2 separate regions of the Sus scrofa genome follow, and region 2 is linked to region 1. The links are chromatin contacts, called in public HiChIP or PLAC-seq maps. All regions are on one chromosome and are shown on one strand. Each heading gives the region's core, a stretch centred on a gene start, on an enhancer-like site or on the middle of the called end of the contact. The rest is flanking DNA. Distances are from core to core; before and after follow the strand shown. Region 1 overlaps MACF1 (microtubule-actin cross-linking factor 1). Region 2 overlaps MACF1 (microtubule-actin cross-linking factor 1).

What was found. HiChIP or PLAC-seq counts read pairs in DNA pulled down with a chosen protein or histone mark.
Region 2: an H3K27ac HiChIP or PLAC-seq map of alveolar macrophages shows a contact between it and region 1, with 4 times the contacts expected there. The contact joins two enhancer-like sites. A contact is called at or near these places in 2 of 5 promoter capture datasets (fetal liver and liver), 27 of 47 Hi-C or Micro-C datasets (adipose tissue, alveolar macrophages, blood and 17 more) and 2 of 2 datasets of contacts at active chromatin or transcription factors (alveolar macrophages and skeletal muscle).

What each region holds. Positions count from the first base shown.
Region 1 is chr6:94,983,578-94,986,277 of Sscrofa11.1, forward strand. The region is part of intron 2 of MACF1 (microtubule-actin cross-linking factor 1); the gene reads left to right. Among named protein-coding and RNA genes, the nearest start is that of MACF1, 25 kb to the left of the region's middle. Within about 2 kb of position 1,369, at least 11 of the 83 cell types and tissues checked have an H3K27ac peak or open chromatin away from gene starts, as enhancers often do. A contact at or near this core is called in alveolar macrophages, where this site is marked.
Region 2 is chr6:95,113,949-95,116,648 of Sscrofa11.1, forward strand. It overlaps MACF1 (microtubule-actin cross-linking factor 1), which reads left to right. Exons shown (of 96, transcript XM_021095983.1): 6 at 56-148. Among named protein-coding and RNA genes, the nearest start is that of KIAA0754, 130 kb to the right of the region's middle. Within about 2 kb of position 1,268, at least 12 of the 83 cell types and tissues checked have an H3K27ac peak or open chromatin away from gene starts, as enhancers often do. A contact at or near this core is called in alveolar macrophages, where this site is marked.

The sequences.
Region 1 (2,700 bases), core at 119-2,618:
GTGTTCTCACTAGGAGCCAGGGGTTATATGAAGCTAGTTAGGACTGATTTCTGTTTATCCTGTCACAGAAAAGGACTTAGGAGAGAAGGAGTCTGCATACTATTTAACATACAAAACCGGAGTTCCCGTCATGGCACAGTGGTTAACGAATCCAACTAGGAACCATGAGGTTGCGGGTTCGATCCCTGGCCTTGCTCAGTGGGTTAAGGATCCGGCGTTGCCGTGAGCTGTGGTGTAGGTTGCAGACGCGGCTCGGATCCCATGTTGCTGTGGCTCTGGCGTAGGCTGGCGGCCACAGCTCCGATTCAACCCCTAGCCTGGGAACCTCCATATGCCGCAGGAGCGGCCCAAAGAAATAGCAAAAAAAACAAAAACAAAAAAACAACAAAACCAGCGAGGCAGCAGGATGTAGTAGAAAAAGATGAGGCTTTGAATTTCTCCAGTTCTAGTTTTGCCACTTAACTTCTGCCGTGTGACCTTGTCTAACCTCTCATCTCTGGGTTTCTTACCTGTTAAAATAGGGATGATAATACTAACTCCTTACGGTTCATGAGAATGTAAACATAAGCTATTGGCATGTATTAGGCCATTAATGTTTAGAAAAATCTTAATGTGTATAATACTTTGTATTTAACAAAGCGCTTTCCTATTCATCATCTTATTTGATCTTCATAATATCCTGTAGGGAAAGTATTATACACATGGGTAAATTTAGACATAGAGACTTAAATTACTGTCCAAGAGCCAGAGGATCCAGACTTCTAGTTGAAGGCTTCATGTTGTATTACAGAAGGAAATTTAAAAATCAGAGCAATGGACTGGGTGAAATGAGGTAATTGTGAAAACGCTTTGGTTGTTAGTATCATCGTGTGTTAATATCAGTGTTTAGCCTCTGAACCACAGTCATACACCTTATGTGGCCTACATTTCCGAATCTCTGAACTGTGAAAACTTTCTTTTCCTCTTATTATGGGAGAGGTTTCATGGTATATAAATCACTTTGAAACTTTTATTCAAAAGCAATGTAGTGCAAAGCGATAAAGTTTTGTTAACACTGTGGTTGGAAAATATAGACTTAGGATTTGGTATTGTTTACCTAAGCGACACTCTGAAGCAACACTTGGTTAAATGTACACTCAGTTTTTAAGTTCCTTTTTAGAACACAAGCCATGAATTGGAGTGGATAGCTTCTAGACAGAACAATAGAGTAATTGCTACTTCTGGACATGGACACTATTAATTCAGAAAGTGAGTCAAGTCCGTCTGCTGGGAAATCACAAGCTTTGGCCACATTCATGCTGTTGAAATCATGAAACATGTGCATGTGCTAACAGTGCTTGTGAGAGCTACTGCTTGCTTGCTGCTGTCTTGGGCTTGCTTGGCAAGTGACATAATACATGCCAGGAAATGCATCAGCTGAGGCCTTATTGTCCTGGTACTTTGCAGTGTCAATTTCAGGTTGTAAAGACCATGGTAGAGAGAATACTTCAGCATGTACATCTGGGAACAGGATCAAAGTCACAGGTTAACAATTATGGGTTGCACAATGAGTTGGTAGTATTTTCTTAATGATCTTGAAAACACCCTGGCCCTCCTTTTACTAAATAAGGCTGGCCCTTTCAGCTTCTGGTAATTATATGTTGAGCCACATTGCAACTAGGTTGTGTGGTGTGCTAAAGCTCTTGCTTTTGCTGTTCGTGGTTTTGATCAGAGTTTAAGCCACAGTTCTTTTGCTTCTTCTAGGGGTGCTAACTGATTTCCTGGCCTGGAGGAGCCCTTTCAGGGCCATTGGCTTGATTTATAGTATTTAAAAATGTCTATTCCGACTTCGTTTGCTACTTCTAGTAAAATATTATTTTTCCTTCCAGAACTTCTTAGTTCCTGGAATAAATTACTCTGACTTTCTGATTCTTTGTCTCCAGCTTTCAGGACCTTCCATAATTTGACGTATTCTGCATACTTAACTATATCCACTGTGATTGCCCAGCGAGACTCTCGGCTTCATTTAGGCAGGTCTCGGTAATCCTGTCCCCTGGGTCCTCATACCTGCCTCTGTGTTCTCTCTAACAGTAATGGCAGTTGCTCCCTTTCTCTCTGATTATTCAAATCTCATCTCTTTTTTCCTTTTAAAGCTAAGCTGAGACCTGTGTCCTCATGCATCTTTCTCCCTTTCCTCTGGCAGACATTGATCTCTCCCTTCACAGGTCTCTTACCATGTCTGCCTCATAATTTGCTTTTTAACTGTATACGTTTTGTGTTATTCTTGCATCGCTTCACATCTCTTTGAATTGTTTTCCTGATGAGGTTTTATACTTTTACAGCGTTAAGGACTTTTTATGCTTCTTTTGCATGTGGTCATTTGGCAGGGAATTTCTCTCAAGAGAAAGTGCAATCATAGCAGCACTTTTAAGTCATTTAGAAATAGTTTTCCTTTTTTTTTTTTCTGCCCCTTCCAATACTTTCAGCGTATAGAAGTTTCCGGGCCAGGGCTTGAACCCTCCCTGCAGCAGTGACAACTTAACCCACTGTGCCACCAGGGAAACATCCTAAAATAATTTTTTTTATATTATAAAAGTAATATTTGTTTAATGTAGAAAATTGTAACAAATACACAACAGTGTAGAGAGCTTTAGATAATATGCCTTCTCTGTGTGTGTGTGTGTGTGTGTGTGTATGTGTATGTAGGGGAGAGTGGAGAGA
Region 2 (2,700 bases), core at 18-2,517, 130 kb after region 1:
AATCAAAACAAAAAGTCACAGAGTTCTGAGATACCAGCTTGTGTTTCTTTTTCAGGTGAAACTAGTGAATATTCGCAATGATGACATCACAGATGGCAACCCCAAGCTGACCCTGGGCCTGATCTGGACCATTATTTTGCACTTCCAGGTAGGGCCTGCGCAGTTTGGGGTCCCTGTTGCTTGGTTTGGACGTGGCCTGGAAAGAACTAGAGGCTGCTCTGCCTTCCTCCCGCACCCTGAGCCTTCCTTCTCTGTATTTGAATGTGATTGAGGGTCAGAGTGGGAGCTGGAAAGGAAGATTAGGATTGGCCTGGAGACAGAACTGTTGTGGTGTAAACCCAGAACTTCCTCATCATTTGCATGATGAAATGGGATTTTTTTTTTCCCTCAGTTGTTTGTACTTTGGCCCTGTCATTGGCAGTCTGGTTATTAGCAGTCTGCTCAACTGAGTCAAAACTGGCTCTTTAGGGACTCAGAATATAAGGGATGGGAAGAGATGTTGGTTTTGATGCTCTTGAAGAGTGGAGTGAAAGCTTATAATCCTGCTTTGATGTAGACTTTTCCTGGTCCCTAATGACCCTAAATAAGCCTCGTTAATTGTAGCACTGTCTTAGTCAGTTTGGGCTGCTGAAATGAAGCACCATAGGCTGGGCTGCTTAAACAACAACCATCCATTGCTCACAGTTCTGGAGACTGGAAGTCTGAGATCAGGGGGCCAGCATGATTGGCCTCTTGGTCAGGGCCATCTTCCTGCTGTGTCCTCACACGACCTTCCCTGGGGGTGGCACGCAGAGAAAGAGATCTTGTGTCTCTTCATCTTTTTATAAGGGCATTAATCCCATTATGGGGGCTCCACTCTCATGACCTCATCTAAAGCTAATTATCTCCCAAAGGCCCCACCTCCAGATACCATCCCATCAGGCTTAGGGCTCAATATGTGAATTTTGAGGGGACATGAACATTCAGTCTGTAGCAAGCACCTTGGTAGCTTGGTTTGTATGCAGCACTCATCATAGCCAAGAAGAATGGCATCTTGGTAGTGTTCACGTGGTCACAAAGCCTTCCTGTTGTTCCCCACTAAATAGGCAAATCCTTTTCAAGTCTGGATTACTACTGAATCACTTTAGCTAAACAAAACTACTTCTCAGACAGCTTTCCTGTACCCAACTGCTGTGCACAAGGCTGACGGATTAGAGGGAGCCCTTCTCGAGCAGGTGGGAAAAGAGGCTGTGGCTTCAGTGATGTCCTAGTTGGGGAGTCGTCGCCACCTGCTGGGTGACAGCGGAACAGCAGGTGTCCCAGGATTCTTGAGAATGTGAGCAATTCTGAGTGCTCAGGGTTTATTTCTCAGGGCTCTGGTTTGGAGCCAGTGTTGGCAATCTGCAGTGTAAGTAGGCTTAGGAAAGTGGAGGTAACGTGTATTGTTGTGGAACCACAGCGTGTCCTCAGGCATGCTTCAGATGTAGGGATATCCAGGAATGTGAATTTGGCAAATGTGCCTTAGCAGGGTAGGAACAAAAACTTTGTTGAGCCTTCATGAAGCTATCCCCTCAGCACCCTTATGAACTAAGGGGTTCTTAAAGAAACTTTTCTGGTTGTTTGTATTTTTGCCACAAACCTGCCCTCATTTTGGGAGACCAATGGTCTCCTTGTAGGTGTGAGGTCAGAGGAATCTGTCCACTGAGTCTGTTTCCCCTGACTACAACTATATCTCTCAACAAAGGGAAAGTCAGGGGCCACAGAGTGAAAACTGAGCTGGCTAATTAAAATTTTCCTGGGACAGGAGTTCCCATTGTGGCTCAGTGGAAGCAAATCCGACTAGGACTCATGAGGTTTCAGGTTTGATCCCTGGCCTTACTCAGTGGGTTAAGGATCTGGCGTTGCCATGAGCTGTGGTATAGGTTGCAGGCGTGGCTTGGATCTGGTGTGGCTGTGGCTGTGGCGTAGGCCGGCCGCTGTAGCTCTGATTAGACCCCTAGCCTGGGAATCTCCATGTGCTGAGGGTACAGCCCTAAAAAGCAAAAAATAGTAATAATAATAATAAAAAAAGACTCTTCATCTAAAGCAAACCATGATATTGTAACACTGTAAAAATCAGTAATTTCTGAGTTCCCACTGCAGCTCAGTGGTAAATAACCCAACTAGTATCCATGAGGGTGCAGGTTCGACCCTGGCTTCCCTCAGTGGGTTAAGGATCTGGCATTACTGTGAGCTGTGGTATAGGTTGCAGATATGGCTCGGATCTGGCATTGCTGTGGCTGTGGTGTAGGCCAGCAGCTGCAGCTCTGATTTAACCCCTAGCCTGGGAACTTCCATGTGCTGTGGGTGTGGCCCTTTAAAAAACAAAACAAAACAGTAATTTCTTAAAATCTTAAAATATCTGAGCAGTAGTAAGATGTCCCCCATTATCTCATTAAAAAAAAAAATAGCTTTTTTGAATCAGAATCCGAAGTCCACACATTGTGTTAGATTTCCCCTCCTCTTTTTCTCTCCTTACAGTTTGTTGAATAAATCAGGTCTTTTGTCCTATAAGGTTTATGTAAAGGTGCTGGTGGCATCTCTTGGGTGTTTTCTAGCAGTGTCCTCCATCCCCCTCTCATATTGCCTGTCAGTTGGTGCTTTAGGTCTCAACCTGAGGCTGGATCACTTTTCAGGTTCCCTTTTGCGGGGTGGGCAGGCAAGGATGATGATGTTTAGTTC